Regions from separate parts of the Mus musculus genome. Here regions 2, 3 and 4 are each linked to region 1. Evidence: chromatin contacts called from public HiCAR-type and promoter capture Hi-C data. All regions are on one chromosome and are shown on one strand. Each heading gives the region's core, a stretch centred on a gene start, on an enhancer-like site or on the middle of the called end of the contact. The rest is flanking DNA. Distances are from core to core; before and after follow the strand shown. Region 1 holds the start of Ints2 (integrator complex subunit 2). Region 2 holds the start of Ppm1d (protein phosphatase 1D magnesium-dependent, delta isoform). Region 3 holds the start of Bcas3 (breast carcinoma amplified sequence 3). Region 4 holds the start of Ypel2 (yippee like 2).

The links. Promoter capture Hi-C pulls out the DNA fragments that hold promoters and counts their contacts. HiCAR-type assays count read pairs that join an accessible place to other places.
Region 2: a HiCAR-type map of astrocytes shows a contact between it and region 1, with 5 times the contacts expected there. The contact joins the promoter of Ppm1d here to the promoter of Ints2 in region 1. A contact is called at or near these places in 6 of 39 promoter capture datasets (the C10 cell line, hippocampal neurons, liver and 2 more), 6 of 115 datasets of contacts at active chromatin or transcription factors (the NIH/3T3 cell line, astrocytes, bone marrow-derived macrophages and 3 more) and 1 of 9 other capture datasets (liver).
Region 3: a contact with region 1 is called in a HiCAR-type map of astrocytes, with 3 times the contacts expected there. The contact joins the promoter of Bcas3 here to the promoter of Ints2 in region 1. A contact is called at or near these places in 1 of 39 promoter capture datasets (embryonic stem cells), 3 of 115 datasets of contacts at active chromatin or transcription factors (astrocytes, bone marrow-derived macrophages and memory CD8 T cells) and 3 of 9 other capture datasets (adipose tissue, liver and pancreatic islet).
Region 4: a promoter capture Hi-C map of pre-B cells shows a contact between it and region 1, with 8 times the contacts expected there. The contact joins the promoter of Ypel2 here to the promoter of Ints2 in region 1. A contact is called at or near these places in 4 of 39 promoter capture datasets (hippocampal neurons, liver, pre-B cells and 1 more) and 3 of 115 datasets of contacts at active chromatin or transcription factors (large pre-B cells, pro-B cells and stem cell-derived neural progenitor cells).

Annotation. Positions count from the first base shown.
Region 1 is chr11:86,254,201-86,259,568 of GRCm38.p6, forward strand. It overlaps Ints2 (integrator complex subunit 2), which reads right to left and starts at 3,394. Exons shown (of 25, transcript NM_027421.3): 1 at 3,004-3,394; 2 at 1,823-2,129; 3 at 1,146-1,284. The coding sequence starts at 2,118. All of the region lies in intron 2 of Brip1os (BRCA1 interacting protein C-terminal helicase 1, opposite strand), which reads left to right.
Region 2 is chr11:85,308,587-85,313,954 of GRCm38.p6, forward strand. Ppm1d (protein phosphatase 1D magnesium-dependent, delta isoform) reads left to right here and starts at 2,668. Exons shown (of 6, transcript NM_016910.3): 1 at 2,668-3,337. The coding sequence starts at 2,887.
Region 3 is chr11:85,350,719-85,356,086 of GRCm38.p6, forward strand. It overlaps Bcas3 (breast carcinoma amplified sequence 3), which reads left to right and starts at 2,446. Exons shown (of 24, transcript NM_001166643.1): 1 at 2,446-2,515; 2 at 4,170-4,257. The coding sequence starts at 4,175.
Region 4 is chr11:86,991,590-86,996,957 of GRCm38.p6, forward strand. It overlaps Ypel2 (yippee like 2), which reads right to left and starts at 2,173. Exons shown (of 5, transcript NM_001005341.3): 1 at 2,003-2,173. Gm51915 (a long non-coding RNA gene) reads left to right here. Exons shown (of 3, transcript XR_003949754.1): 2 at 445-584; 3 at 754-2,748.

The DNA of each region.
Region 1 (5,368 bases), core at 2,144-4,643:
AACAAAAAGGTGCTATCCAACTTAGTCATTTCTACAAGTGAAATGACAGATGTTTAGGGGGCTGGAGAGAAAACATGGCTCAGTGGCTAAGAGCACTCCTCCCTCTTGCAGAGGATCTAGGTTTGGGTCCTGGCACCAACATCATGGCTCCCAATCAAAGACTCCAGTCCAAGTTATCCTGTGCTCTCTTCTGAGCTCTGCAGACTCCGGGCACTCAGAGAGTACACAGATATATATACAAGCAAAACATTCATGCACATAAAATAAATAAAAATGTAAAAATTATTTTGATGATCTTAAAAACAATTATATCAATTCCGTACACACACAAAAAGAAAATCCTGCCAGGCAGTGGTGGCACACGCCTTTCATCCCAGCACTTGGGAGGCAGAGGCCAGCCTGGTCTACAGAGTGAGTTCCAGGACAGCCAGGGCTACACAGAGAAACCCTGTCTGGAAAAAAAAAAAATACTGAATAGTTGGGTGTAGTGGCACACACCTTTAATCCCAGTACTGGATAGCAGAGGCAGGTGGATCTGGCCAACCTGGGCTATAGGAAAGTCAGAACTATACAGAGAAACTCTATCTCTAAAAATAAAAAATAAATCACTTCAGTCTTTGAAAGAACACAAATCAAACAGAAATACTAGCAGAACATGTAACCTGCCTGCCTTCTTGCTGATATTTTTTTACTATTTTCTTTTTTTTTTTTATTTATTTATTTATTTATTTATATGTAAGTACACTGTAGCTGTCCTCAGATACTCCAGAAGAGGGCATCAGATTGCATTAAGGATGGTTGTGAGCCACCATGTGGTTGCTGGGATTTGAACTCTGGACCTTCGGAAGAGCAGTCGGGTGCTCTTACCCACTGAGCCATCTCACCAGCCCTTTTTACTATTTTCTAGATGTAAATATTAAGTCATGGATATTGTGAGATGAAAAGGGAGTTTTTGGGCGTGGTGGTACATGCCTTTAATCCCAGCACTCTGGAGGCAGAGGCAGGCGGATTTCTGAGTTCGAGGCCAGCCTGGTCTACAGAGTGAGTTCCAGAACAGCCAGGGCTACACAGAGAAACCCTGTCTCGAAAAAAAAATGCAAAAAAAAAAAAAAGAAAAAAGAAAAGGGAGGTTTTTTTTAAAGCACCTTGTTCATAATTGCCAACAATTCACTCAGCACAAGCCGCAATCGACGAGGGGAATCACTGTGTTCAAACTCTAGTGTCAGCCCATGCTGAAGCTGTGATACCAGGATGCTCTCTCCACTGCCTCCTCCAAGTTTATGCCTAGTGAAGTCCAAACATGGGAAACACATTAAGACACTGGCAAGGCAATCCTTTCCTGCAATAATCCACTCATTGTAAATGGTTTCCATTCCTCCGAAACACTGTTTGTCTATATATTGCAAGAGCTCAGAAACTGTAAATTAGTAATTGCCACAGACTTCAGTAACAATAGCTTTCAGATACACAAGGGACATGAAAGGATACAAAACCAGCCTGGAGTCTGGGGGGGGGGGAGTGGGGAGCAACGTAATTTTAAAAGCTCAGTCATTCCCATAAAACCTTCCACTCTAGAAGACTTTCTCCTCCTCAGTCCCCACTCAGAGTAACTGACCTAATATGTAGCTAATCTTCTCTGAGCAACATTTTATAACACAGAAAGCAGCTCTTAGGAATTTAACTAGAAAAGACCTCTGTCAAATGCTTCTCAGACATTACTCTCCCTTTGCTGGGGGAGCTCTGACAGACCTGAGCATCATTACAACCCCCTCCTCTGGAATATCAAGTAACTCCCAAGTCCTAACACACAAGTGAACTTTACCTAAGCTGCTGTTCTTTGCTGGCATCTTGTTCTAGAGCGTGGAAGTCCACAGACAACAGTGCAACAATGGAGTTGACAGCTTCCACTCCAGACAGGAGGCGAAGTATAAGTTTCTTATCCTGTGCCCAACTTTGGCTCTGGTCAGCAGGAGCACAAAGTGCCATCCTCACCAGGCAGGGCAAGAGGAGTCTTAATTCCGGATCACTTAAGGACGCCAGGCGGACAACATCCACCTTCTGCATAGCTTCAAAAGCAAAAGGGCTGACAAACTGCAGGCCTGTACCCTCGGGCGTCATCGCTCTCGATCCTAAGGAGTCCAAAACAACAAAATGAAAATCGGTATCTACTTCCCACATATATGACAACCTTCTTTAAAATCTAACAAAGTATACTAAATACTTAGTAGGTCCTTGCATTGGCAATGTTGTTGGCACAATTAAAGCTCAGGTTTCTGTCTCTATGTTTCTACTGACATCTGGAAGATAAGAAGGAAAACTGCAGATTAATGTTTCTTCTCAATTTAGAGATCATTTGCTCTAATACTTTGTGTCCCAGTGAACCCTCCTACCCTGAACACAGCCAAGACTTCCCTCATTATGCCCATTACATGAGTTCCATGAAATATGGAGAGAAAATGAACGGCTGCAGCCAGATCTCTTTCATTTTACAAGCCTACCAGATAAATATAAATATCAGTTGGGCTTCTCTTTCTACCTCCCAACTACATGGAAACACTGGTAAATCATCTCACGGGCCAAAAGTAATGTCAGAGGCATGGTTCTGAAAGCCACAACGCTATTCCGTACCCCTATTGTTATAGAGGTAGATGTGTATGTACAGTCAGCTGAAGGAGTTAAAGAGAGTCTCACTTGGGCACTGTGGTTTTGAGTAAATTTTCAAAAGGTAGCAGAAAAGAGAGGTGACATGGAACAGTTAACAGAGACCACTCAGTCTTAAGACCTACTCCCTAGCAGAGCTGTGGACAAAGAATCGTAGGCAGAAATGCTGCTGTTTCAATAGTAAGCGCTGGTCTTTTAACAGTAGAGTAAGCTCAAGGCAGAGGTGACAGGACTCAGGGGTCTCTGCCAGGCAGCAATGAGAATCGAGTGACCCGGGCTGCGAAGAGTCAGGCGGACTTCAGACAAAGCGGCACTTGGGCCCGAGAAGCCGACGCTTCATACCTTAAGATCAACCCTCCAGCCTCAAGGGACCCACTCGGATTCCGCCTCCGAGAGCCAGACGAGGCAGAAATGGAGAGCGCGGTCCGAAGTTGGGCCTAGGTGATTATCCAGATCCCCAAACCCCGGCAATGCCCGGAGTCGACTCAGGCACCAAGAACTCTGACGCTGGCACCAACAGTGCCGTCGACAGAGCGAGAATCAGAATGGGGACACTGCAAAAAAAAAAAAAAAAGTAAAAAGGAAAGGGAAAAAAAAGGGAGAAGCAACCAGGAGAGAGGGGAAAGCAGAGACTTAGTTCAACCTGCACCCTGCACCTCCATTCATCCCAAGCTTCTGGCACGCGCCGGCCACCGTACAGCACTGAGAAGACGTCGGCGGCGATAAGAAAAGCCAGCTTAGGGCCGCTCTGCGCATGCGCAGGCCCGCCCCTTCCTCCGTCACCGCCCTCCCCGCTTCCGAAAGCGTGGAGTGTTACACTTTCTTGTTTTCCAGAGCTTTTCTCTTGGAACCTTGTCAGATGAGTTCCTAAACGGTCAGAGCGAAATCCCGACCCCCGAACCAATTATCGCGACATTTAAATAACAATAATGTATTAAATGGCAAAAGTTGTCCGCTCTGTTCCTCCACAGAAATTTGCCTAATGGAACCCGATTGCAGCCTCCTTTAAACCCCTGCCGGTGCGGTCTAGAAAGTTCTAGAATCCCAAGACCTGTGTGTAGGGGAATTTTAAAAGTAATGAAGCCGGGCAGTGGTGGCGCACGCCTTTAATCCCAGCACTTGGGAGGCAGAGGCAGGCGGATCTCTGAGTTCGAGGCCAGCTTGGTCTACAGAGTGAGTTCCAGGACAGCCAGGGCTACACAGAGAAACCATGTGTCGAAAAAAAAAAAAAAAAGTAATTAATCATAAGTCTATACACTAAGGCCAAAGTGTAATAACTTTTCATTATTTAGTTTTATGGTGTGTACCCAAATTATAAGCGCATGCTACCACTTCCGGCTTGCATTCGAGGTTGGTTTTGTTTTTCAGACAAGGTATATGTGGTCCTTGTTGGCCTGGAGTTCATTATGTAGACAAGGATGACTGGTACTTGACACAACCCCTCTGTCTGCCCAGGGCTCATACTAGAGGCTCTATGTTTGGTAGCTTTCTCGGGTCTCGAGGTTACAAAAATCCTATTCAAGAGTGAATTTTAGGAACGAATTCAGTGGAACCTTCTCAATATTATATGTGGCACTTGTGAAAGAAAATCAAAACTAAAGTCTCACCATCTTAAAAATTGCAAGTCTATTTATCTCATAATAAATGTTCTGGAGACAGCGCCACACTATGTAGTCCAGGCTGCTCTGAACTTCTGCTTCAGCCTTTCAAATTGTGGAATTATAGGATTGTGCCATCTTCACCAGCTTACGTTTTTTGTTGTGGTTGTTGTTCCTGGTTCACCCAAGGTTTGCATGACCTTGCGCGCGCGCGCGCGCGTTTGTGTGTGTGTGTGTGTGTGTGTGTGTGTGTGTGTGTGTGTGTGTGTGTGACATTTGTGCATGTGTTTACTTGTGAGAAAAAAGAATAACTCATGGAAGCTCATTTTCTCCTTCCACCATGTATGTCCTGGGACTTGAATTCATGTCATCTGGCTCAGCGACCAACACCTGGCATGCTGTGCCATCTGTCAAGCCTCTGAACTATTTTATTAAAATGCAGCTTTTGGGCTGGAGAGATGGCTCAGCGGTTAAGAGCACTGACTGCTCTTCCGAAGGTCCTGAGTTTAAATCCCAGCAACCACATGGTGGCTCACAACCATCCATAATGAGATCTGATGCCCTCTTCTAGGTGTCTGAAGACAGCTACAATGTACTTAGATATAATAATAAAGAAATCTTTAAAAAAAAAAATTCTGCTCTTCAGAGGACCTGAGTTCAGTTCCCAGTACCTATACTTGTGGCTCCAAAACTCCAAGGGGTTTGACACCCTCTTCTGGCCTCTGCAGGACACACACACAATAGTTTTTCCTTGTTTGCTTGTTTCCTTGCTTGCTTGGCTTGGCTTGGCTTGGCTTGGCTTGCTTATTAAATATTTCTGAGCAAATGTGGCGCCTTTCAACCCAGCACTTGGGAGGCAGAGGTAGGCAGATTTCCTGAGTTCAAGGCCAACCTGTTCTACAGAGTGAGTTCCAGGAAAGCCAGAGTTACACAGAGAAACCCTGTCTAGAAAGAAAAGAAAAAAAAAAGTATTTCTGGAGCCAGAGAGATGGCTTAATGGTTAAGAGCACTAGCTGATCTTCCAGAGGACCAGAGTTCACAAGGCAGCTAACAGTCTGTAATTACATTTCCAAAACTCTCTTCTGGCCTCTATGGGCACTGAAGACATA
Region 2 (5,368 bases), core at 1,418-3,917, 950 kb before region 1:
GACTGCCCTGAAACTCTCTCTGTAGACCAAGCTGGCCTCCCAGAGATCCTCCTGCCTCTGCCTACCAATAATTTTATTGTATGTATGTAGGCTTGAGAATGCCATGTTCTGAATCTGGATGTCTGAGGACAACTTACATGTGCTATTCTCTTCTACTGTGTGTGTTGTGGGGACAATACTCAGGTGGCCAGGTTTGTCACCAAGGGCCTTTACTGGCTGAGTCACTTTGCTGGTTCCCAGCTTTACTCCTGGTTAAAAAAAAAAAAAAATTGCCCAAGTCTTTAGTTAGGTGTGTCACACCCCTTTATTCCCTGCACTCTGGAAGCAATGAGTTTAAAACCTGCCAGGACTCTATCGTTGCCAGGGCTACACTGTGAGATGTCTTAAAATTGTAGTTTAAAATAGTTGCCCCTGCTGGTCAGTGTTGGCACAGGCTTTTAATTCTAGTACTCCAGGGGCTGAGCAGGCAGATCTGACTTCGAGGCCATCCTGGTCTACTAGGACTACACAGAGAAACCCTGTCTCAACATCTCCCCCACACCCCAAAACACAAAATTGCTCCAATAATTGCTAAACATGTTAAGGGTTCTGTTCAATTCTAACAAATAAATGAATTAAAAACTGTTAAAGGGAGACGAAAGGATGGACCATGTAGAGACTGCCATATCCAGGGATCCACCCCATAATCAGCATCCAAACGCTGACACCATTGCATACACTAGCAAGATTTTATCGAAAGGACCCAGATGTAGCTGTCTCTTGTGAGACTATGCCGGGGCCTAGCAAACACAGAAGTGGATGCTCACAGTCAGCTAATGGATGGATCACAGGGCTCCCAATGGAGGAGCTAGAGAAAGTACCCAAGGAGCTAAAGGGATCTGCAACCCTATAGGTGGAACAACATTATGAACTAACCAGTACCCCAGAGCTCTTGACTCTAGCTGCATATGTATCAAAAGATGGCATAGTCGGCCATCACTGGAAAGAGAGGCCCATTGGACACGCAAACTTTATATGCCCCAGTACAGGGGAACGCCAGGGCCAAAAAGGGGGAGTGGGTGCGTAGGGGAGTGGGGGTGGGTGGGTAGGGGGACTTTTGGTATAGCATTGGAAATGTAAATGAGCTAAATACCTAATAAAAAATGGGGAAAAAAAACTGTTAAAGGGACCGGGGAGATAGATGGTGGTTGGAAGCACTGGCTGGATTTCCAGAGGACCCAGGTTCAATTTTCAGCACCTACAAGGCAGCTCACAACTGTATGTAACTTCTGTTCCAGGAAATCTGACTCCCTCACACATACAGGCAAAACACCAATGTACATAAAAAAAAAGTAATTAAAAAAAGTTAAGGCCCAGTTATTTCAGAATGCTGTTTTAGGGGAGTGGAGAGATGGCTCAGTGGTTAAGAGCCTGCACTGCTTTTTGGTTTGGAGCGCCTATCTGGCTCACAACCACCTGTAACTCCAGTTGTAGGCGGAGGGTTGGGACTCCACACAACATCCACAGAGATACACACATAATGAAAATGAAATAAATATTTAATGACAATTTTAAAAGGAATTGTCTTGGGAGGTATAGAAACTGTTGTTGAAAGGCAGGCCAGCATAAAGCCTTTCCTTGTTGTTTGCATTTCCCATGCTGCTGTAAATAAGTTTCCATTACGCTTTTTGTGAAATCTCAAAGGCTGTACAGAAAATAATAAAGGAACACGTTGACTCCCTCAAAAGAATATGGTGCTAAGAAAATATTAAGTTGATCACTCGAGAACTTATTTCAATTTCGTGGAAATCAGTCTAAAAGCATTCATTTTGTTGTTGGGACTGTCAACTTCTGTGAACGGAGGGAAATAACCGTGTCTTTAGGGCATGGAGATCCTGTTGTATGCTCCTTTTCCAAACGGTAACTTAGATTCTGCAGTAATAGCTGTATTCAAGACGAGTCCGAAAAAGTATTAACGACGCTGAAAAGAGGAAGAAATATGCAAAATACTTAAAAAAAAAAAAGGGCTGTAAAGTGTTAGGAATTAAACTCGCCGACAGGTCTCCGACCTAACGTTATCGCGGAAAACAGGGCTGTGCAACTGGCGGTGGAAAATTCCAAGTCTTCTTAAGTAAACCCGACTGCTTCCCTTAACTCCCAGCCGGACAAGTCCCACCCAAGCCAGTTCACGCGTGCTACGCTGGTCTAGCGCACGGACCAACGACTTTGCAGGGCATTTTCGCGCCATTTCGCTTGAAATAAGTGGAAGGTCAAGTCTACCTTTGACCTCTGCAAATTTTCCACAATCGCGGGAGGCAAAACTGGCTCTGCAAAAGGACCAAAGGGGAAAAGCCAGAAGTCTCACGTTAGGGATTTAAGGGGAAAAAAAGATGACAGGTTGAGGCTTCAGCCGCTTAGTAACAGCGGAAAACCCCCAGGGTACAGAAGCCCTAGGCTGGAGAAAACAAACCGGGCAAGGAGCGCGCTCCCCCGGTCGGCGGGCCGAGCGAGATCAGCGGTTGCAGAGAGATGCGGGGGTGGAAGGAGGGCGGGGGCGAGCTTGCTCTTCTTGACTCCTGATTGGTCTGTCTCAGCGAGCCGAGTGACGTCATCAGGAGAAAGGGGGGGAAAGAACGTCTGATTTGTATGGTGGGCGCGGGCGGGCGGGGAGCGAGTTCAGTGCGCAGGCGCAGCTGCTCGGCTCCTCTCGCCCGCGACTCGACCGGCCCAGCTCTCGCGGACAAGTCCCGACATCACGCGCCCCCCCCCACCGCCGCGGGGACCGCCTCCTCTTCACTCTCGGCTTCGTCGAAGATAAACAATAGTTGGCCGGCGAGCGGCGAGTGTGTCTCCCGCCTCGGAATTCGGCGGGCTGCGTGGGAACGGCGGGATCCCGGGCAGCCGGCCATGGCGGGGCTGTACTCGCTGGGAGTGAGCGTCTTCTCGGACCAGGGCGGGAGGAAGTACATGGAGGACGTAACTCAGATCGTGGTGGAGCCCGAGCCGGCTGCGGAGGACAAGCCGGCGCCGGTACCGCGGCGGGCGCTCGGGTTGCCGGCGACCCCCACTCTCGCCGGCGTCGGGCCATCGGAAAAAGGCCCGGCGGCGGCCCGCGACCCTGCCCCGGACGCCGCGGCCTCGCTACCCGCTGGCCGCTGCTGTCGCCGCCGCTCTTCGGTGGCCTTCTTTGCAGTGTGCGACGGGCACGGCGGTCGGGAGGCGGCACAGTTTGCCCGGGAGCACTTGTGGGGTTTCATCAAGAAGCAGAAAGGCTTCACCTCGTCCGAGCCCGCCAAGGTGTGCGCTGCCATCCGCAAAGGTTTCCTCGCCTGTCACCTCGCCATGTGGAAGAAACTGGGTAAGTTCCCCGCCCGCCTCTTTTTTTCTTTTCTCCCCTTATCCCCCTGGGCTTTTTATAGCATCAGCACCGCGTGGGCCTCCCCGGTACCAAGAGCGCTATCCATCAAGCGACGCTGTCCAACAAGGGATGCGAGTGAAGACTGTCATGGTTGGAGTTCTAGGCACACCGAGTGGCCTCGGAAACGCTAGGATGGCTTGTCTCCCAGCAACCGCTCCTTGCATTATCTCCTCCCTCCTACGATCAGGGGGCAACAGTCTCCCCTCTCCCTTCGCTAATTCACTTTGGTAGCAGCACGCTCAGAAGTGTTTGAATGCCGGCGCCAGATTGTAACCGAGGGATAAATTTAAGAAACGTTTCTACACGGGCTAGGTGAAAGAAGCAGGAGGTGGCAAGAATTGGAGCGTTCCCTTAGCATCTGTCATAATTTTGTTCTTGTTGGGCTTGTTCCTCTTGGTTGCCTCCTACCGGTGGTGTCACTTCTTCAGATTGACCTGAATGGCTCTGGCTCGATGTAAGTCAATTTAGAAGGGCTGAAGTGTAACATAGGCAACTTACTTTTGTGATAGTGTTTTGGGGTAATCCCTTGAATTGTTTATGAGAAAGGTGTGCAACGTGTTAAATATTAAATTGGCTCCATGTTAGGGGCATGTGTTAACTTCTTGGTGTGTGTGTGTGGGATACTTAGAATTGCATTCAGTTTTCCAAAAGTTCATACTGAAAAGCACTCATGTCACTACTCATCAAAGTAGTTTTTGGTAACAGGTATTTTAATTCCTAAAAGTTAAGTGTGATTGTAGTCCCATCTAAATTTTGAATCTCTCTGAGACAGACAGTACTTCTGTAGATAACAGAAATGCCCGAGGGTTATATGGCTGCTTATTTTGCCCTGGGTATATGGTGCATATTTTTGTTACAGAAAAGAATTTATGTTCCTGCCACTAAAAACCCTTCGTTTATAGTGGTGTAAGAAAGTCACTCTATTTTCATTAAAGAGACAGAGACTCAGTGCTGTTACAGATTTGTAAAATACACAGTATTTTTAGAAAGGCATTGTCATACAGTATAGGCTAGCTGGTTTCAAATCTGTTTTCCATCTGTTGGGCCTTTTGCCAAGTATTTGATTGACTTGAAGACCAGCCACTGAGGGTTTTGGAGGCAGGTCCCAGCAAATCCCTTGGGCCCCTATCATGGATTTATTTTGTTTTCGTGTGGGCTGAGTAGAGCTTGAAAGCATTGTAGTTTATTCTAGAAATGCATTATATTATTGGCTGAAGAGGAATTAAAAGTGGATAGGGAGACAAAGAAGATTAAGATTAGACACAAAGACCTATTACAGAGTTCATTTATTTTGCAGTACACTTGGGGCATATGAATTTCCCATATGCTTTAAAAATCAAAAGCCTTTAATAGTTGAACTTTAGCTAGGTGTGGTGGTACATGCCTTTAATACTAGTCCTTGAGAGGCCAAGGTAGGCAGATATCTCTGAGTTTGAGGCCAGCCTGGTCTACTCTACAGAGAGAGTTTCAAGGACAGCCATGCCTAGTAAAGAGACCCTTTCTTTAAAGGGGGGGAAAAAAAAGATTGACCCTTCATATTGAAGTGTGGTAGCTAATGCTGGTAATCCTAGCACTTGGGTGGCAGGCCAGGAGGACCGGTGCAAGTTCAGGGCCAGGACAGCAAGGTAGACTATCACAAAGGGAAGCAGCAGTTTGAACTTTATATTTGGTTTATTTTAACCTGACTTGTGCTGGTGTTGAATTGAACACAGGGTCTCTCACATAAGCACAAGCCCTACCTCTGTGATGCCCGAGCGTCCCTTTAATAAAGCAGGGGTCATGCTGTTAATTTAAATGTGTTTTTATACATGCACATACTTCAAAAGCTTCAAAAGACATTTGTATTTTTAAATTATGTGTGGATGTATGCATGTGAGTGCAGATGCCCCCCCCCCCAAAAAAAAATCAGAGACGTGAGCTCTCCTGAAGGCTAAGGTTACAATACAGGTGGTTGTGGGATGTGGGCTGTGG
Region 3 (5,368 bases), core at 1,196-3,695, 900 kb before region 1:
TTAAGGCCTTCCTTGTATAGCAGAGATTGTCTTGAATCCCCTATGTAGGGAAGAATGGCCCTGAACATAGGTTTTTTTTTTCATCTGCTAATAACGACTAAGAGGAGGCCTTTAATTTTTTAAAATCACTATGCATTTTTGGGTGTGTGTGGGGGATGCTATGTTACATGTTTGGGGGTGGGATCAGAGGACAACTTAATTTCTTTTTCCATGTAAGTTCTGGGGAGTGACCTCGGATAGTCAGGCTTGGCAGCAAGGACCTCTACCTGCTGAACCATCTCACAAGCCCTGAGAGGAGGTTTTGAGACCACAAAGGGTTAAAACTAGAAGACAGCTGTATCAGTTCATCACATGGCTACAGCATCTGCCCATTTTCTGCCTATCTCAGGAAACCCTAGAGCCTCATCCAGAGACAACTTGCCTAGTCTGAGAGAATCAGAAGAGGAAAAAAAAAATCCTTTCCTGTTGCTACTGCGGTCCACTAAGACATTTAAGTCAGGAATGTTCGTAGCCACTGGACTGTATGTCTACCTTGGATCCATGTCCACACTGCAAGTTGGAGATGGATAGAAGTAATGTTCTTATTCATAAACATTCCCACTCATTCCCTCTTCTTTTGATTCTAAGCTATGAAGAGCTCAATAAGGAAAAACGTCCCTTATCATTTGGGTGAATGATATGGTCATTTTTGGGGAGGTAACCTCAGTTGAAAAAAAAATGCTTCCACAAGATAAGATCTGGCTCTTAGGCGGGCCTGTAGGGCATTTTAATTAGTGATTGAGGCCATGGTGGATAGTGCTGTATCTGGAGTGGTGGTCCTGGAGTCTATAAAAAATCAGGCAGGGCAAGCCATGAGTAGTAAGCCAGTAAGCAGTACTTTTTCTAGGCCTTTTTACAGCTCCTGTCTCAAGGTTTCTGCCTGGTTTAAATTTCTGTCTTGGCTTCCCTCAGTGGACTTAGGATCTGTATGTCAAATAAAGCCTTTCTTCAACAAGTTTTTTGTTTGTTTATTTTTTCGAGACAGGGTTTCTCTGTGTAGCTCTGGCTGTCCTGGAACTCACTCTGTAGACCAGGCTGGCCTCGAACTCAGAAATCTGCCTTCCTCTGCCTCCCAAGTGCTCGGAGTTCGGAGTGCCCCACCATTGCCCAGCCAGCGAGTTTCTTTTGGTCTTGGTGTTTCGTCACAGCAATAGAAACCCTAACTAAGACATATGGCCATGGAAATGAGTTTTTTTGGCCTTGACCACGACCTCCAGCTAACTCTTGACACTGATGACATGCCTAAAAAGTCTACTTTAACCTGTATGATAGGCAAAGGTACTTTTACGAATTCCTTGTTGGTCATACCTAGCCGCCTAGTCCACATCTAGGCAGGAGCATCATGTCCAAATTCCAGGCCCGTTTATTATTTTTAAAAGAATTATATCTTATTAAAAAAGATTTTTTGGAAGGGACAGTGTTTTCAAACTTGGTGGCACTGGACTGGCTTAGAACTTGTTATGTACACCAGTGCTGGGAATATAGGGAATATAGTGCATGTGTTACTGGAATCCCATAAAAAGAGATTTTGGTACAGGTTACTAGGTGCTCAGGGGAAAGATATATGGGAAAGCTAGGAGTGTGATTGTGGGTTTCTTTAAGCAAGAGCTCCCGGCCTACGACTACTTGAGACTCCATGAACCCTTAAGACGTATCCAATGCCATCTTGCAAAGCCCCAGGTAGTCTTCTTAGACTCTCTATGGATCCCTATATTGTGCAACAAGTTCCCCCTTCCAAAGTCTGGGGCCTCTCCATTTCCAGATGTTCACGAACATCCATTCCTATGACAGTAACCATTAAGGACTCCAACAAAATTTCTTACAGGCCCCCTTATTCAGAGCAAGACGTACTCAGCAGGGGACTGAACACGGACTGCCAGCCTAGACTCCCGGAAGGTAAACACAGCGCCGCGGGCGGGGTGGAGGGCGGGCTCGGGCAGCCTGAGTGGTCAGGTAAAAGTGATTGGCAGCTGCCACGTCCACGTGCTTTTAGCTTCAAATCAGCTGTCGCGAGAATTCGATGTAAACACACCAGTATACCTGGCTTCGGGCTCCTCGCTGGAGACTTCTGGCTGAGGTCCGCAGGTATTTGGTGCATGTAGCGTTTCCTTAAAACAGAAAATCCACCAAGGTGCCTCTTCCAGGCCCGCAGACACGCCTGCCTTTTCTCCCCTGCCGCCTGCATTCACAACCGAACCTGACCCACCCGCTTCACCCGAACTTCCATACTGTTGTGTTTTCCCTCCAGCCCCAGCGGATTGGATGGATTCTGAAGGCGGGTCCGCCTCTTTCCTACTCGCTGGTTGGCGAAGCTGACCTCCAAGGGCGGTGCCGCGCCGGGGCCAGTTTGCTCCTGGGATTGGCTGATGCGGTGGTTCCGCCGAGGCGTGGTAGGAAGTGCTAGCCGTCAATCACGAGGGAGACTCCAAACAGTGAGCCTGAAGCTGGAGAACAGCGTTTACCGGCGGAGCGGCCGGTGAGAGGGCTGGCGGGTCTTTGGCTTAGGGGAGGTTTGGAGAGGGAAAGGGACAGGCAGCATGAGGAAACAGGGCTTGACCAGCCCCAGTTGACGGGGAAAGGTGCTGAAACTGGAGGAGAGCTGGGCAAGAGGCCAGAGGGCGGCCGGGGGCAGTGGTGGTAGGGCTTTGGAGGTGAAGTGTGGAGTGTTGTTCCCGTGACTTTGGGGAGAGTGGGGCCCGAGGGGCTTTCGAGGAGCTGTTCTCAAGTGACAAGGCCTTTAAAGGACAGAGGTGGGGAGACTGGTTCGGGTAATAGAGGGTGGAATGAAGATGAGAGTACTGAGGGGTCTGGTGAAAGGTACTGCCTAAGAAAGGGGTAGCTGGACTAGTTGGGACAATGGGTTGTTTGGGTTGTATAGGAATGTGGGGATCAACAGTTTGGGGTTTTTCAAATGAGGTGGTACAGTGAACCCTTCTTAAAAGTGATGCTTTTAGGCTGTGGGCTTTCCTGAGCCTTGTAAGACATCTTTAGTTCTGTTGCCAGTCCCCCTTTAACCATAATGAAGCAGACTCTGTACTCTCCAAACCACCTCTATGATTCAGAAACTCATTAGATAGTCAAGGTCTGGGACTTACTTAGACTGTGGGAAAATCCAGAGGCTCCTTATATTATACGAGTTTATATTCCAAATTTGTTTACACGCTGGTGATTACGTTACAATAGCTGGAGGTTAAAATATTATTTAAATGTGGCTACACAGTTTTATCTGTCCTCAACAGATTTATCTGAAGGCAGAGTGGTATCCTGTTACGTGTATTTGTTCTGAGGCTCACATGGGCCATCTGGTCTTTATATGGCTGTGCCCTTAAGGTTGACTTTGAACTCCTGATCCTCCTGCCTCTGCCTCTCAGGCATGCATATGCATCACCACCTGTGACCAGCTTTTTAAATTATTATTATTATTATTATTATTATTATATTTTTAAAAATAAAATACTAAGAATCTCAGGCTTACATTGCCCTTGAACTCAAGGCAATTTCCTTGCCTCAGCCTCCTGGGAACTGGAACTGCTGGTATGTTATGTCCCACTGAGCTTTATATTTGCATTTCTTTATTTTTCTTTTTTTAAAGATTTATTTATTTTTATATATGTAAGTACACTGTCGCTGTCTTCAGATATACCAGAAGAGCGCTTCATAACCCATTACAGATGGTTGTGAGCCACCATGTGGTTGCTGGGAATTGAACTCAGGACCTGTGGAAGAGCAGTCAGTGCTCTTAACCCCTGAACCATCTCTTCAGCCCTATATTTGTTTTTCTAAGTGATCCTGTGTTATATAGTTCCCATTTAGTTCTCTGTCTCTTTTCCTCCTAGTTATAAATTATAGGAAGATTCTGCCAAAGACTGAACTGTCTTGACTTTCAGATACTGCATAGTTCAAGGTCAGCCTCAATTCCTGGGTAAGACCCTATCTTAAAAAAAGAAAAGTAACTTCCTGGGTGTGGTGGGTACACACCTATAATCCTATCAGTTGGGCTGGCAGGTCTCTGAGAGATCTAGGCCACAAGTTTCTGGGAAAATTCATGGTTTGTCACAGTTTGGCAAAGGGATATTTAATGAATAATCGTACACCTCTCCTTCTGACACTTTTCTTTTCTCTGGAAACAGGTCTCATGAATGAAACAATGGCTACAGATTCTCCTCGGAGACCCAGTCGTTGTACTGGCGGAGTCGTGGTCCGCCCTCAGGCCGTCACGTAAGCTGAAGAAAGCAGTATTCTAGAAAACAGTTCCCACTCAGAATATCTGTTTGAGCTGGGTGGTAGTAGCACATGTCTTTAGTCCCAGCACTTCGGAGCCAGAAGCAGATCTCTGAGTTTGAGGCCTGCTTGGTCTACAAAACAAGTTCTAGGCCCGCTGGGACTACATAAAGAAACCCTGTCTGAAAACAAGCAGACTCTCCTCCAAAACTCCCAGAGTGTCCATTCGGATAGTGGTTGCTTCTGTAAACACTTTGCACTTTTTGTGTATTTGGAAGGCTATAGTAGTAGTAACAAGGCTTCACAAGAAGGGAACACTCTCAGTGGGGCTGAGCTTGCCGTAAGCCTGAGGGGCTGAGTTTGATCCCTGGGTCCCACAGGTTAGGAGGAGGGGACCAATTCCAAGTTCATGGCCCATACCCCCCCCCCCATGCACCACTAAATAAGTAGATAAATAAATAAAAAATAGTATAATTTAAAAAACTTAAAAGAAGGTTTACATTTTGAGTTCATCTTTAAAGGCTAGAATTTGGATACTTGGACTCAGCAAAGACAATAGAATAATATAAGAAACAGGCAAACTGCTTTTTCTTTGGGATTTTGAGACAAGTTCCTATTTGTTTTAACAATTGTTATATAGCAGAACAGATCCTGCCTCCATCATTCAAAGCTGAGATTCCAAATATGTGCTGCCAATCCCCACTCCCAGGTTCACTCCCAGGTTTTTTTTTTTTTTTTTTTTTTTTTTTGAGACAGGTTCTTTCTATGTAGCTCTGGCTAGTCTGAAACACACTATATTGACCAGGCTGGTCTCAAGATCCCTACCTCCAATTGCTGGGATTAAAAACATACATTGCCATGTCCAACCTTTTTTTCTTGTTTTTTCCAGACAGGGTTTCTCTGCATAGCCCTGGCTGTCCTGAAACTCACTTTGTAGACCAGGCTGGCCTCGAAATCCACAGAAATCTGCCTGCCTCTGCCTCCCGAATGCTGGGATTAAAGGCGTGCACTACCACGCCCGGCTTTTTTTTTTTTTTTTTGAGAGGTGTTTTCTGTGTGGTCCTAGCTGACCTGACAATGACTTATCCCAGGCTGTCCTTGAACCAGT
Region 4 (5,368 bases), core at 923-3,422, 740 kb after region 1:
CCTTACTGCGGATCCCTAGCCAAGTTTGAAAATCATGGTTCTAAAGAATTGAAGGGGTTTTGTTTGGTTTTGTTTTTTTTTGTTTGTTTGTTTGTTTTCTGAGACAAAGGGTCTCCCTACATAGCCCTGCCTAACCTGGAATCCCTTTATACAGCCCAGGCTGACCTCAAACTTGCAGTGATCAGAACTTACCTCACGGGGTACTGGGGTTAGATATTTACCACCACTCCCGGCTGGGAAAACTAGTCACTGTTTTTCTGAGACAGGATTTCTGTGTAGCTTTAGCTGTCCTGGAACCTGCTTTGTAGACTAGGCTGGTCTCAGAGATCCCACCTGTCTCTGTCTCCCAGATGCTGGGATTAAAGGCGTGTACTGCCACTGCCTGGCAAAGGCACATATTCTTATCTGTGTTCTTTATTTTCCATTTCCCACCCTTATCTCAAGGCAAGCAGAGAGATCTAAGAAGTGATGTTACTGAACCCTAAACTAGGCAGAGCCCAACTGAGGCAGTGCACGAGCCCAGGTACCCCGCTCTATCGCATCCGACCCTGTCGTGGAATCCGGGACAAATCACAGTGCCTAAGGTAAGATTCCCCAGCTCTTCTCAGGCCGGGCTTGTAAAGAACCCAGTCACTCATCACAGCTCAGTACAAAACCGGGGGTGGGAGCAGTCATAGTTAAGTATGAACCAGTCACAATGAGATATGTGTATGAAAATGTTCTAATAAAGCCATTATTTTTGACAAATTACAGAATTTACAAAATGATGTAAAGAGAGTGAAACTTCCTCAAAGATAAGAATATCAAATGCTAAGAAAGCTGATGGACTGAACTCAGGTAAAACCTACAGCAGTGTGTGCCAAAAGGAAAAGCAACCCAATCTTACTGACCAGATCCTGTAAACCCCCAAACCAGGCAGACTACTGCAGAGCCTCAAGCATGAGGTTTACTGTAATTCCTTTGTGCCTCTAATGTTCTGTAAATGGGGTTCAGAAAAGTAATCCCTAGGCTTGTTGTTCAGTGCTCTGGACAGGGAGCCCATCTTGCGAGAACGAAGACAAGCATGAGGAACAAAAGACTAATAGGACTCCAACTCAGTGGCTCAAAGACCCTCCAACGTGGCAACAACAAATCAACAAGGAAGCCAAAAAGCAGGGCTCCGGCGCATTTGCCATTTCCAGCAGCCGGGCCGTGGAAGGCTAGGCAAACCGGAGGATGCTCGCTCAGCTTTTTAAAAACTGTGGGTAAAAGTGAAGTCAGAGGTGGCAGGCAGTTCTTTGCACGAGGGGTCCAAAGCAACAGTGCTTCCCCCTAAGTGCCAGCCAGGAGACGGGTGTAAGGTTCCACTGTTTCGGAAAAAAAAAAAAATCACCCGAAGGGAGTCAGCAACCAGGCAGGTAAACTTGAAGCAGGAAGAGAGGCAGGAGCCAGCTGCGGGAGGGACTCTCCGCAGAGGCCCCCGCAGCGAGTCTGGCAACAGAGTTCGTGCCCACCCCTTGGCAAGGCCGCAGGGGAGGCGCCGGGAAGCGTCCAGGCAGGAACTCGCTGTGGTTCCCTTGGCTTGGGGCTGCCGAAGCGCTCCGGGGACTTTAGAGGGCGACGTGCCCCAGACCCAACTATCTCAATGGAGACATCGACCATACAGCCGGGTGCCGCCGGGTGCCATCCGTGGGGGGTGGGTCACGCCGAACAAGGGAGGCGTTGGCGCTCAGGTCTCTGGGTCCCCATATTTGCCAGGCGGCTCGTCGCCACCCGCCGAGTCCCGAACCCGGAGCGCGCGCCAGTGTTTGTAAACAAACCGGTCACGTGGCTGCAGCAACCCGTTCCCCGCCCCTAGCACCCCGGGAACCTTCGGGGAGCCCCCTCGGGACCGCGACAGCACCGCCCCAGCCGAGCCCGGCTGCACGCAGCCCAGGAGCCCGACCGTCCCCAGGGCGCACAGCCCGAACTGGAGCGGAATGCGCCCCACGCCCACGCGAGCCCAGCTCGAGATCCCTCATACCTGGCGGTAGGCTGCCCGGTCCGGCCAGCGCCGGGCTCTCCGGAGTGCTTGGCGATGAAGGACTGCACGGCTGACTCTAGCGCTCCCTGCGCGCTCTTAAAGCCACAGTCTCCGCCACCGCCGCCGCCACTGCCGCTCCGCATCCCTCCGAATCCGGGCTGGGGGCTTGCCGGGTGACAGACGCGCCCCCGCGCCTATCCCATCGGCTCAGCACATAGCAACACGCCACTGGTTGGCCCTGCACGGCCGCAGCCCATCCGCCAGGAGCCAATCACTGGAGGACGGAACTCCGCCCCTGCTTTCCCTGCCTCCCGCCCCCAACCCCCACCCGCCCCTCGGCCCTGGCGGGGCGCGCGTGCGAGGAGTGTGGCAAGGTCTGGGTCCCGCCAGTCCTGGCAGCTGGCGGGCAGGGCTGGGAGAAGAGGTGATTAGAGTGGGGGAGCTCTCTGAGATAGGAGCCTGTTTGTCTGGCTTTACTGGGATTCCCAGGACCCGGGGTTATGTTGGGAAGTGGGATTTACAGTGCTTTTGTTTTGAGAACCTAGATAGTAATTCCTCGCTCCACTTTTTAAGCCACTCCTGACCCAGAGCCTAAGTTACTAAAAGTGACCCGCAGAGTTCAAGGCAGGTGTATTTAGTAAGATAGTACCAGTCTCGTCATGCCCACCCATGCCCTGCTCAGAAGCGGAGATTCTCTATTTCCTCTGCCCTGCTCGAAATTTCCTAATTAAAACTAGGAAAGGGTTGTCTGGTGTGTTCGAGTCCCTGGGTTGGATCCCCAGTACTGAGAGTGGAAGAGCATAGAGAAAGACTATAGAGAAACTGGGATCCCTATTGCTAATGGTTAGTGAGGTCTATTAGCAACAGAAAATACAATAAGAGTAGTCAAGGTGACCAAAAGGGAGGAACTGGCATTCTGGGTCAGTGGGGTGGTGCTTTTCAAGGAAGAGAGGGTTAAAAAATAAACTCATGACAGTCGGGAAGTCCAGGGAGGCACCAGGTGGGTGGAGTGGGGCAGAGTCTTCCTACCGGAAAACAGGTCAATTTGATAAAAGAATTTCTGCGGGGGGGGGGGCGGGGGAGACACGGCAGACCCACCCTTTTTTCTAAGACACTGGGATTCTGAATGGTGTTGGGGCAAAATACATGTTTTCATTGCTATTTTAGAAGAGAAAAAAACACAAGGTAATTGGACAAGGTGGTTCTCTGCTTTATAGCCCAATTATAACCCAAGGCTTGGGAAGTGTTAGAAGTTTAAGGTCATTCTTGGTTAGATCGGTCCAAGCTAGCCAGGTTACTGAAAAAGAGAAAAAAAAAAAGTTCATGCGGGGTTGGGGTGCTGAAGGAGGCCCAGGAACCTTTGGTCTCCTATCTGGCAGCAGTTTACACACAAACCCAGGCTGGTATTTGGGTAGATCCCCGGGTGACTCAAAAACGTCACCTGTCACTCCACCCAGCTGTTTTTAATACATATGCAATCAACTAAATTGTCTTCAGTGAATGTACATCGCATGGTTAGGGATGAAAAAAAGTCCCAACGTTAGTAAGAACAAAACCACTCATTTTTGCCGGCAGATACCGGTTTCAGTGTAGGGGCACTGTCAATATTTACAATTGACTGCTTTGGGAATTATAAATCCTGGAGTCCAAAAGCCTTCAGCTAACTAACCACAACCTTGAAAAGACTTGAGATTGGATCTTTAAGAAGATATACTAAATTCTTTAGATTATCAAAAGCTTGATTACCAGCCCAAGGCTGCTTTCTGAGGTTAAATTCCTCTGTGCCCTTAGGCCTTAGTACCCATCGCCTAAAAGAAGGGAGGGCTGGGATCTGGTGGTGGAACTCACAGTAGAGACTTTGCCTAAGGTTCTTGAGGCTCTGGGTTCAATACCCATTACTGCAGAAATAAATAAGGACGGCTGAAATAAGATGGTTTCTGACATCCCTTCCAACTCTAACATTTCAAATCAGGAACCAGGAAATCAAATTGGTTACATTTCTGCAATAGTGTGTTACTAAATATGTTTATATCCACGGGTTCCCTAACGCCTAACAGTAGATTCTGTACTGGTTTTAACACCCTGAGATACTGGTATGTTATGTAACAAGATTGGAGGCTACTGTTCTGTGCTTAAATAAAAGATAACATTAGCTAAAGAAAGCCTGCCTTGTGTGGGGTGCTCTGAGGACCCCTGCAGGCCTGCTGTGTGATTGCAGGAGACTGGAAGAGGCCACAGAACCACAGGGCTGAAAAACAATAGAATCAGCCAGCCAGGAAAAAAAAAAAAAAAAAAAAGCCAGATCATGCCTTCTTCCAGCCAAAGGAGCCAAGCTGTGTGAGTTGACAGAAGGGAGAACCGAAACAAAGAAGTGTGTATGTGTGTGTTGGGGGGCAGGGAGTGAGTACTAGAAACTGCTTCTCTTTCTCTCTGCACCCAAACACCTTCATGGGCCCTCAGTACACATTTACTCAGTGCCCATCTTCAGCACCTTTCCCTGTTGCCTTGGACTTATTCCGAGAACCTATGGGAGAGGAAAGAAGCCCAGGCCAATGGACAGATTGAGAATAGACAGATAATTATTGAAGCCGAGGGCCGCAACAGAGAGGATATTATCCCAGAGAGCAACAGAAAGACAGCAACAAACTTATTCAGAGTCAGAAGGCTCCCTTACAAACAACAACAATGAGACCAAAAAGGAAAAAAAAAAAAAAAGAAAGAAAGAAAGAAAGAAAAATTGGTTGGCAATAAAGGTTTGAGAGGCTCCTGGGCTCACAGGTGGTTCCTCTGCCTGCTGCCTTGGGATTGACTCCTCTTTGTGATGCTAAGCCACATTTATACATCTACTCATCCTTTCACAGTCAGTGTTTGTCTTCGCTTACTAATCCTGTGTGTTCTCACTTCTGCCACCTAAGTGCGGCTCTGGCTGTGAGCAAATCACTTTCTGCTTTTTGTTTTCTTTCTTCCTTCTTTGTCCCCACCCTCCTCTGGAGTCAGAGTCTGTATTTTGTAGCCCTGGCTGACCTGGAACTCACCCTGTAGCACAGACTAGCCTTGAACTCACAGAGATCTGCCTGTCTCTGCCTCCCCGGAGCTGGGATTAACTGTGGGCCACCACTGCCTGATGCTCTTTTCACTTAAAAAAAAAAATTGCCGGGCAAGGTGGTGCATACCTTTAATCCCAGCACTAGGGAGGCAGAGGGAGGTGGATTTCTGAGTTCGAGGCCAGCCTGGTCTACAAAGTGAGTTCCAGGACAGCCAGGGCTATACGGAGAAACCCTGTCTTGAAAAAAACAAACAAACAAAAAATTATTTTGTTGCTGGTATGTGACTGTGTACACGGAGAAGTTGGGAAAGGACAACTTG